2 separate regions of the Mus musculus genome follow, and region 2 is linked to region 1. A link is a contact called in public HiCAR-type data. All regions are on one chromosome and are shown on one strand. Each heading gives the region's core, a stretch centred on a gene start, on an enhancer-like site or on the middle of the called end of the contact. The rest is flanking DNA. Distances are from core to core; before and after follow the strand shown. Region 1 has its middle 2.8 kb from the start of Gm31063. Region 2 has its middle 28 kb from the start of Gm22782.

Evidence for each region. HiCAR-type assays count read pairs that join an accessible place to other places.
Region 2: a contact with region 1 is called in a HiCAR-type map of embryonic stem cells, with 4 times the contacts expected there. The contact joins two enhancer-like sites. A contact is called at or near these places in 2 of 115 datasets of contacts at active chromatin or transcription factors (both in embryonic stem cells) and 1 of 9 other capture datasets (embryonic stem cells).

The regions. Positions count from the first base shown.
Region 1 is chr12:65,203,001-65,207,630 of GRCm38.p6, forward strand. No RefSeq gene overlaps it. Among named protein-coding and RNA genes, the nearest start is that of Gm31063, 2.8 kb to the left of the region's middle. Within about 2 kb of position 3,326, at least 11 of the 459 cell types and tissues checked have an H3K27ac peak or open chromatin away from gene starts, as enhancers often do. A contact at or near this core is called in embryonic stem cells, where this site is marked.
Region 2 is chr12:65,591,349-65,596,274 of GRCm38.p6, forward strand. No RefSeq gene overlaps it. Among named protein-coding and RNA genes, the nearest start is that of Gm22782, 28 kb to the left of the region's middle. Within about 2 kb of position 3,048, at least 5 of the 459 cell types and tissues checked have an H3K27ac peak or open chromatin away from gene starts, as enhancers often do. A contact at or near this core is called in embryonic stem cells, where this site is marked.

The DNA.
Region 1 (4,630 bases), core at 2,076-4,575:
AAGTGGCAATCTTACTCTTGCCTTTTTGTGAAAGAAGCTAACTAGAAAACATATTAAGATAATAAATCCTTACAGCCCAGCATTGGGAGTTTTGTACAATGGATTGTTTTTGAAATTATGTAACTTTCCCTAAAATATGAGAACATTACTGCCTTTACACAAGCATAATATTTCCTTACTTTAAAATGATGCTCTATTGCTTATTGCAAGAAAGAGGGGAGGGAGGGAGAGAGTTGAAGGGGGGAGGGAAAGGGGAAGGGAAAGGGAAAGGGAAAGAGAGGAGGGAGAGGGGGGAGATAAATCAGAATTAAATGTTACCTTTTAACATGGGTCGAGAACTGAAGCCCAAAGTGCTCTTATAGAACTGATGGTATGTATTAGTTTATATAGTTTTTGAAAATATTAATTGTGAAGAATAACAGCTGTTAATGTTCTGCTTGAAAATTTCATTGTAGCAATTAAAATTCTACAGGATAGTAGATTATTTTATCCTCCCAAAAAGGTCCTGCATGCTCACAATTGCTTACTCTTTTTCAAATCCCTATTAAAGAATGTGAGTTCTAGGCTGGAAAGATGGCTCAGTGGTTAAGAGCACAGGCTATTCCAGAGGTCCTGAGTTCAATTCCCAGCAACCACATGGTGGCTCACAACCATCTGTAATGGAATCGGATGCCCTCTTCTGGTGTGTCTGAAGACTGTAACAGTGTACTCACATACATTAAATAAATATTTTTTAAAAAAAAAAAGAATGTGAGTTCTTTTAAAGATTTAAAAATTCATTTATATTTTAGATAAGAGCATTCAATATTTTTAAAATTGAAAAAACTCTCAAGTTAATGTTAATTGAAATTTGGAGTATTAAACTATTAAACTTACACAATTTAAAATGTCCATGCAAAGTATAATTCTATGTAACAGTGCCTTCTTGTATAAGCTGTTGTTATTTCTTTTCTTAGAGTGATATTACCGAGCTGTCAGATGAGAATGGAAAAACCTTGCATGACCCAATTTGTACCTATTAATAATCCTTCTTGGCCCTTTCCCCTTTCTCTTGTATAAGTTTTGAGCTTTTCAGTCTAGCCTGTATTTTTCTCTTGATGCTAATTAATGAAACTTTGGTAGCAGCGGTAGAACTGCAGGGACCTCTAACTGCTGATGAAAATCTCAGCAAGATGGCTAGAACACCCCTCTTTATTTCTGCAGAAACACTGGCACCATTTTATGTCTGCCATAAAACCATCTTTGGAAATTTTATTTCTAACAAAGGAGTCTTGTAAGATGTCTAGATTCTAGACATTGCTGCTCTGCTCTGGGAAAGCAACCTGCAACCTGTAAAACAGTTGTAAGGTTCACTCGCTCATCTTTCCTAGGAATCTGTGTTCTGGGAATACTGCTTAAACTAACTCTCTTTTTCTGTTGTTGTTGTTTTTTGCTTGTTTGTTTGTTTCTCTGAAAACAAAGTATCTAACTCTTTGAAAAGCTTAATGAATAAGTCATGGGAGAGTTAACATTTCCCTTTTTCCCATGCTGAGAGCAGGGGAGATGAAACTTGCTGAATCTTTTGTATGAATGAAAACCTTGAAAGCTTTATCTGTTTGATTGGAACTGGGTGCTAAAGTTTTTGAAGGGTTCTGAGGGGAGTGCTATGGTATATGCCATTCCTGAAAAATAGAGAGAAAAGGCATTTGTCATTTGGTTGGTCTCTGGGTCAGAGGCAGAGACCCCTTATTCCATGTCAGGTGAGGCAGGAACAAACAGCTGTGGCTCACAGGCAGGTAGAAGATTGAGCCTTGTGTTCCTTGTGTAGCTGGGGAGCTTGGGTCCTGGATGTTGATCCAAGGTTGGTGAGAGCACTCTGCATCCTTATAGCCTTGGGTGTTGCTGGCATTAGGGAGAATTCTGTTGCTTCAAATTCTAATCAGTTCCTCTTTTCTACTGCTCCAGCCCCAGCCATCCTTCTTTGTATATGAGGAATGACTTTGTAATATCTGACTTTGACCCTTAAAGAATTCTTAATTCTTTTAAAGAAACATCTCCTTTTATTCTGATTAGGTTTTTGTTTGGAGTTTTTGTTTGTTGTTGGTTTGTTTGTTTGTTCTTAAATTGAGATCCTTCTGACTTTGGACTTCTTTGTAGCAACATGAACCCACTTTTCCTCGAGTTCAGGGATTACTGGCATGTACCAACATGCCGGATTCCCATTCTGATCTGTAGTTTCCCTCCCTACTCCCCACAAGTCACTGGCCAAGCAAAATTGAAAGCCTAAAACCTACGTTGAGAATCTTCCCTAGGGGAATGGTTGATGAATTTCCTAAGGTGTAAATGCATATATTTACTGTGTGTAAGTCTACGGAAGATAGCTATAGGTTAGGCTTTCTAAACGAGAAAATGTTGAAGGCTCCTTATTCTGTGTACTATTCAATCTGTGTAAATATCAGACTTGCTTCACACAGTTTGGTACTGAATAATAGAAGTCAGAAAGAAAGACCATATTTTCGGACCATTACTTTTTCATGACTAAGTGATTTTATAAAGTGACTAATCATTAATATAGTAAAGAAAAATCAATATGAAGGCTGGAGTTACAGCTTAACGGTGTCTGACTTGTCTGGGTACCATTGACAGCTGCCCCCTCCCAATCAATATGATAAAAACAAAAGATAAAGTCTATTCCATTACTATAGTAGGAATATTTTACTGATTTTTTTTCTTTCTTTTTTCTTTTTTTTGGTTTTTTTCAAGACAGGGTTTCTCTGTGTAGCCCTGCCTGTCCTGGAGCTTATTTTGTAGTCCAGGCTGGCCTCGAACACAGAATTCTGCCTGCCTCTGCCTCCCAAGTGCTGGGATTAAAGGCGTGCACCACCATCTTCCGGATTCTGATATTTTTCTTATAGGCCATGGTTATTTTAAATTTAGATTGAATTATGGAATACATAATGTGTATATCATATGCAATTTAATTGTATTATTCCTGGGATTTTTTTTTTTAAGACAGGTTTTCTCTATGTAGACCTAGCTGTCCTGGAAAACTATAGACTATGTTGGCCTTGAACTCAGAGATCTGTCTATTCCTGGGAAATTGTTTATGTTACCAAACCACATCTTATGGAGTCATAATTGCATAAAATCAAGAACTACAAAAATAGTGAAACAAAAATAAAAAGCAAGGAATCAAAAAAATTGATGTGTTTATAAAAAGATAAAGAAAGGCAGGGGTTATGTTCTAGGAATGTGTGTGGTGAGGTGTGGGGGAGGGGGATGTCTCAGCCGGCCCATGCCAAGGCATCCCTTCCCCCTGAGGGGCCAGTCACATGACAGTATAGTATAGAATAGTCTAAGCTGCCTGCAGCCACACTAACTGGGATCCTAAGTGGGAGGCCAGAGCTATATGGAAGGAAAGGCGAGAGAAATAATGGAGGCCAAGACATGTTTCTGTTCAAGGCCCCCAAAGTTTACTAAGAGTCTGTTCTTATAAAGACGGGAGGCCCATCCCCTGCCAATCCATTCTTGGTGCCTGTCACCAGCCTGTTGGTGATCTGCTGTGTGATGCTGTCTCCAGAATATCTCAAGGGCCTCACACAGTGTCTTGGAGAAGAGCAGCAGCAGGTGACAGAACAATAGAACCTTTAAAGTCAGAAGCTTCCACCCCAGGTGGTCTCATTCTCAGAGGTCTGAATCAGCCTGCTTCAAGGCTGGGGGAGGCTACAGAATAGAGTCTATTTGGGGCATGGGGAGGGGAATTAAGAGGGTAGTAGAGACAGAGAAAGGGAGAGAAAGAGAGAGAGAGAGAGAGAGAGAGAGAGAGAGAGAGAGAGAGAGAGAGAGAGGAGAAGAGAGGAGAGGAGAGGAAAGGAGAGGAGAGGACAGGAGAGGAGAGGAGAGGAGAGGGGAGGGGAGGGGAGGGGAGGGGAGGGGAGGGGAGAAGAGAAAAGAAGAGAAGAGAAGAGAAGTAAAGTAGAGGATGGCCATGAACACGTGGAGAGGAGAAAGGGAATAGGGATGGTGGGAGGGGGGAAAGGAAGAGCCCAAGAGGGCAAGAGAGAAGCAAGAGAACAAGAAAAGGAGTAGGGGGCAAGCAGTCCCTTTTATAGTGGGTCAGGCCTGTGGATGTTGCCAGGTAACTGTGGTAGGAGCATATCTGCCTGTTGCCAGGTAACTGTGGGGAGGAGCATACCTGGCTATTGCCCGGTAACTGTGGAGTGAAGTTTCGACAGAATGCTAACAGAAATAACACCAAATCTCACCAAAATAGCAATAACAAACACCATTGGCTAACTAGACAACATTTTAAATATTCTTGGAAACATTACACATTATAAAATTAGACCAAGGTCTGACTCAAAGCTGTTATTTCTCTGACACGATGTGGTCACTAGTGATTCCAGCTATGGACTTTTAGTTGTGAGGCAGATTAGTGGGTAATAGGGGAAAGACCGGAGGAAGGAAGAAAAAAACAAAATAGCAAAAAAACATGGCTTGACCATTTCTTAGTGGGTCTGGATTACAGGGCTTCTGAAACGCTCCCAAACAACTACTTCAGGTGGTTGTTACAGGCATATAGCCCTTGCTCACTGTAGATATTTGATAATTTTATTTTTTTACAATTTTTTTTTTGAGACAGGGTTTCTCT
Region 2 (4,926 bases), core at 1,798-4,297, 390 kb after region 1:
GTCTTGCCAGCAAATGCCTTTTCCAGTCCCTGAAATGGTTTGAATAAAAGAAGGTGCTTACGTATATGAATGAAAAGCGTTTGAGTTACAGCACACCTTCTTTAAATACATAAAAGTTTTGGATTTTAGAGAGTATAGTAGTTTCATATAGATCAAGTAAAAGTTTTTGAAAAGACAACCATTTGTATTTCATAATTTATGAAACATAATAGTTATTGCCTAAGGAATAGAAAACTAAAAATTCATTTTGAGTTTTCAAGCTACACACTTTATGTTAGGAAAGAAGTAACAGTGCTCATAGAAGTACTATCTACATTTGAAGTGTGACCTAATTTACTATCTGTTGCTGGATAAATATTATGACCAAAACAATTTAGGAAGATTTGTTTCCACTTACAGATTATAGACTTACTTTCTGGGAAGTAAAGCAGGAACTAAAGAAAGGCAAGAACACCAGAAGAGCAGGGAGCTGTGGAAGAAATCTTTGAAGAACACTATTTTCTGTACTTCTCCCAGGCTCGTTCTCATTTACCTTTCTTATATATCCCAGGTCTACCTGCCTAAGGAAGGTACTGCCCACTGTGGGCTAGGCCTTCCTAAATCAATTAGTGATCAAGAAAAAGTTTTATGGATATGTTCATAGCTACTCTGATGGAGGCAATCCTTCAGGTGAAGTTTCCTCTTCACATCTACGTCAAGTAGACAACTGAGATTAACCACCACAAGTCTCAACTTGACACAGAAACATGTCTCTGTTAAATTGCAACCTTTCCTTGTCCCCAGTGTCTTATGCCAGAATATAAAGCATAGTCCAAAATTTAGAATCTCACACTTTTTCAAAGTTCTAGTGCTTTTGCCAGGTGGTGGTTTTATATGCCTTTAATCACAGCACTTGAGAGGCAGAGGCAGGAGGATCTCTATAAGTTCTAGATCAGCCTGGTCTACAGAGCAAGTACCAGGACAACCAAGGTTACACAGAGAAACCCTGTCTCAAAAACCCAAACCAAAAACCAAAAAAAACCCCCAACCCAACCCAACCCAACCAACCCATCAAACAAACAAAAAACAAACCAAACCAAACCCTCCAATACTTTGCAAGTCCAAGTTTTCTTTAAAAGTTCTAAGCCTCTTATTTTACTCAAAGCCTTTTGTTTTCTGTAAAATAAAAAACAAAACAAAACTGATTTTTATTTTAAAAAAGATGAGCTAGGCCATAATTATAGTCAAATCAAAATCCCAAATCCCAAATCTAGCAGTGTAAATAGTTCAGTGTCCAGCATCTGGAATTTACTCATAATCTGCCTGCAAAAGATTGAGGCAATTCCACTTTTCCAACTTGCCATTTGTAGTATGCATAGCTTATCTCATGGGCTAAATGCTGCTCCACTTCAACACCTGTTGCTGCCCTCGATGAATGTATCACAGTTCTGAGATTCCAGTATTCTGCAGTTTTGGCTACATCTGAGTCTGCATGTTTAGCCCGTCTTCAGAGTCTCTGATCCTGCTGTCCGTTACTAAGACTGAGCTCTTCTTCATGTCTTTTTCAGTACCTCAGTTTCATGCCTCCCAAATCAATACCACATTGGCTATTCTTACACATTACCAATTTTGGCTTCCTATTTGAAATACAGTCTCATTCCTAGCCCCCAGATCACATCTTTTGTGTGATTTCCCCTTATGATTTCACATCAGATAAATGAACTCTTATTAATCACAGATTGTTCTTCAACCCTCCTTGCGTAGCATCCATTTCCCAACCAGAGAAGCACAGATTTCATTTCTCCAGATTCCTTATCCAAATTATCACATGAAAAGCCCTAGCAGAGTCTTTACTTCTGTCTGAAAGTTTATGATCCTGACATCCTTTGTTGTCTTGCTCCCAGCATTATTTCTCAAGTTTTTAGAATAGTTTTTAGAATAGTGTTTAGAATGTTTTCCTGTGCAGATTTTAAACACTTGCACAATCTTCCCCTTTATCCTCGCTAACAGCATGATTAGATTGATCACAGAAACACCCAACTTCTCATATCAGTTTCCACTCCTGTGATGAATTGCCGAAGACCCTTTTTAGCACCTGTCTGCGTAGAATGGGTCTCTAGTTGCAGGTGGACAAGGAGTCGGCTGATGAATGACAAATAGAAGTGACACAAGAGATTGTGTAGAATCTGAATGTAATTTTTCAAGTCGAGCATCATACTTTTTATACAGAAGAGCAACAAGAAACCAGGTGGGATACATCTGTGAGTTACAGTGACACAATACAAAAGGAATGTATACACCAAAAGAAGGTGGGGATCAGGCCACTGCCACTAAGAAAGGAGTGGAGTAATGCTAGTCTATTGTTAAGCCCACCACCAGGGGTTCTAGTAAATGCCTGATGATGCTGTTTCTTTGGGCCTAGTGAAGAAACCTGTCTCAGGGGGATTCCCTAACTCTTTCATGGTAAACCCACCTATTCACTAGGCCATTGTGAATTCCCCTGTCTGGGAAAGACTGGCTATTGTCCCAAGAAAACACTCTGCAGACCAGCCCAGAGATAGTCCCGCTCTGTTCTTTGTCATGCCTAATTAGTTTCACCATCTCTTTTAGAACTAAATTTGAATGAATAGATAACCTTCTTACTGAATTCCTACTGAATTCCAAGTTTGTCGGCTTCAAGGATTTTCTGTGACGTTGGAACACTGGCGAAGGCTTAGCTATGTCAGAATTCAATCTTTAAAGGCACTTATAATAAAATAATCCTAAAAGAGAGCACGTGGATCCATACACCAGACTAATGCGGAAATAGGATATGAGTATACTGTTTATGAGAATGCCTGGTTCCAGGAGATTAAGTTTCCTTGAATTTCCCTGACTTGTGAGTGCTTCCAAGCCTCTTGGCCTGTCAAGCAGACTTCACTGGAGTGTGAATAGCAATGAATACCATAAACAAAAGAATCTGGTTAGGAAAAAGCTTGTTTACACTTAGCAGTTATAGTCCATCCTTGAGAGAAGTCAGAACAGGAACTCAAGTAGGGCATGAACTTGAAGCTTAATGGTTTGCCCCTAGGCTGACATTCTGTTTCTACCCCAGGCTCACCTTCCTAGAAATCGTATTGCATACAGTAATGTGGGCCCTCTTACCTTAGTTAGTTATCCAGAACACACCCTCATAGGCATTCTCATAGGCCAGTCTGATGGAGGCAATTTTTCAACTGAGGCTTCCTCTTCCTAGTTATGTCATGTTGACCACCAAGACTAGCCAATACAAAGACCAAATATTAAATCTTAGCTTTGTAACCATTAGCTTACATTTTAAACAAGAGTTTTGGCTTCTGTGTCTTGTTTCCTAGCTGATTTTTGTGTATTCTTCAGAGTAAGGGCACATTCTGGGATTCATCCTAGCAGTTGGTGAAGTATAAGACAATGAGAAGTTTTCTCCTAAATATCTTTGGCAGCCCTAGAGTATTTTAAGAGTATTTCATCTGCCTTGCAATCAGAAGACAGTAGAAATAAGAAGCTCTTATCAGAATTGCATATTTTATTAATGGAGTCAGTGTGACTGCCTTTTATGCTTTGTATTGTAAATTAGCCAGTCTTGCTCAAACATAAATGACAGATGAGGTTAAAAGGTTTGGAAAAAAAAACTGTTTACAAATTCAAATGATAAAACTACCCATTTCAAATCATCTTAAGGAATAGTAAATAATAGTTTATCAATAAAATCATTGAGATCAATAAAGTACATTTATTTATTTATTTATTTATTTATTTATTTATTTATTTATCTATTTGGTATTTTCTCTATTTACATTTCCAATGCTATCCCAAAAATCCCCCATACCCCCCCCTTCACTCCCCCCCCCACTACCACTTCTTGGCCCTGGTGTTCCCCTGTACTGGGGCAAATAAAGTTTGCAAGACCAAGGGGCCTCTCTTTCCAATGAATAGAGTTTTAGTAAGTATATATTGAATTTGGTCTTGGTATTTACAATACAAGTCACATTATTAAAGTGTCTTTATTAATTATAACAAATTCTTCATTCATCCATGTCACAAATACTTGGGTGCTTATAATGTATCTGACATCTGAATGAAGAAGACAGAATCATTTCTGTTTAAAGGAATAGTAAATTGAAGACCGCTCTCAATTACACAGTAAAGTTACAGTTAAAGCACAACATTCTTATAAACATTGTTGGTGTTTAGAGATGGGCTACTAAGTTTCCAATTGCCAAGTGAGTTAGTAGGATGTAGAGTGAAAACAGTATTTTAGAAGAGATTTAACCTGGAAAGTCTTAGGGTTTCTTCAATTACTTCTAACAAATTTCCTAACATATAATTCTATTACAAGCAACATTCAATAAATATATTCATATATTTTTCAAGGATAGTTCTCAAAAATCTATTACCTTTGAAGTACACAATGGAGCACTTAATATTCAAAGGAACAGTAAGTTGGAGACAGCGCTCAATAATTACACAGCAAAGTTACAGCTAAGTGCACAACATCCTGATAGATATTGCTATTGTTTAGAGATGGGCCACTAAGTTTCTAATTGCAAAGTGAGTTAGGAGGTTATAAAGTGAGTCGAATTCTTACAATAAGGCTAAGGCTTCTGGGCATTTTTTGTTGTTGTTGCTTTGGTTTCTGTTTATTGTTCTTTTTCATTATTTGCCTTTCTGTGTCTTGGGAATGATAGTTTTAGGAAGATCATTTGTTGCTTTGTAATTGAAAGACTTTTATTTAAGATGTTGGAGTTTATAGAGTGATGTTAGCCTTCTTTCATAAGAAAAGAGAGGAATCTAGTAGATTCCAGGCATGGAAAGATTCAAGATACACAGTTTTAGCTTAGGAACATATATTGACAATGTGACTCCTCCAAGAGCTTTTTTTCCGTTTTTTTTTTTTTTCTTAAGAAAAATTTATATACATTTTCTGAAAAG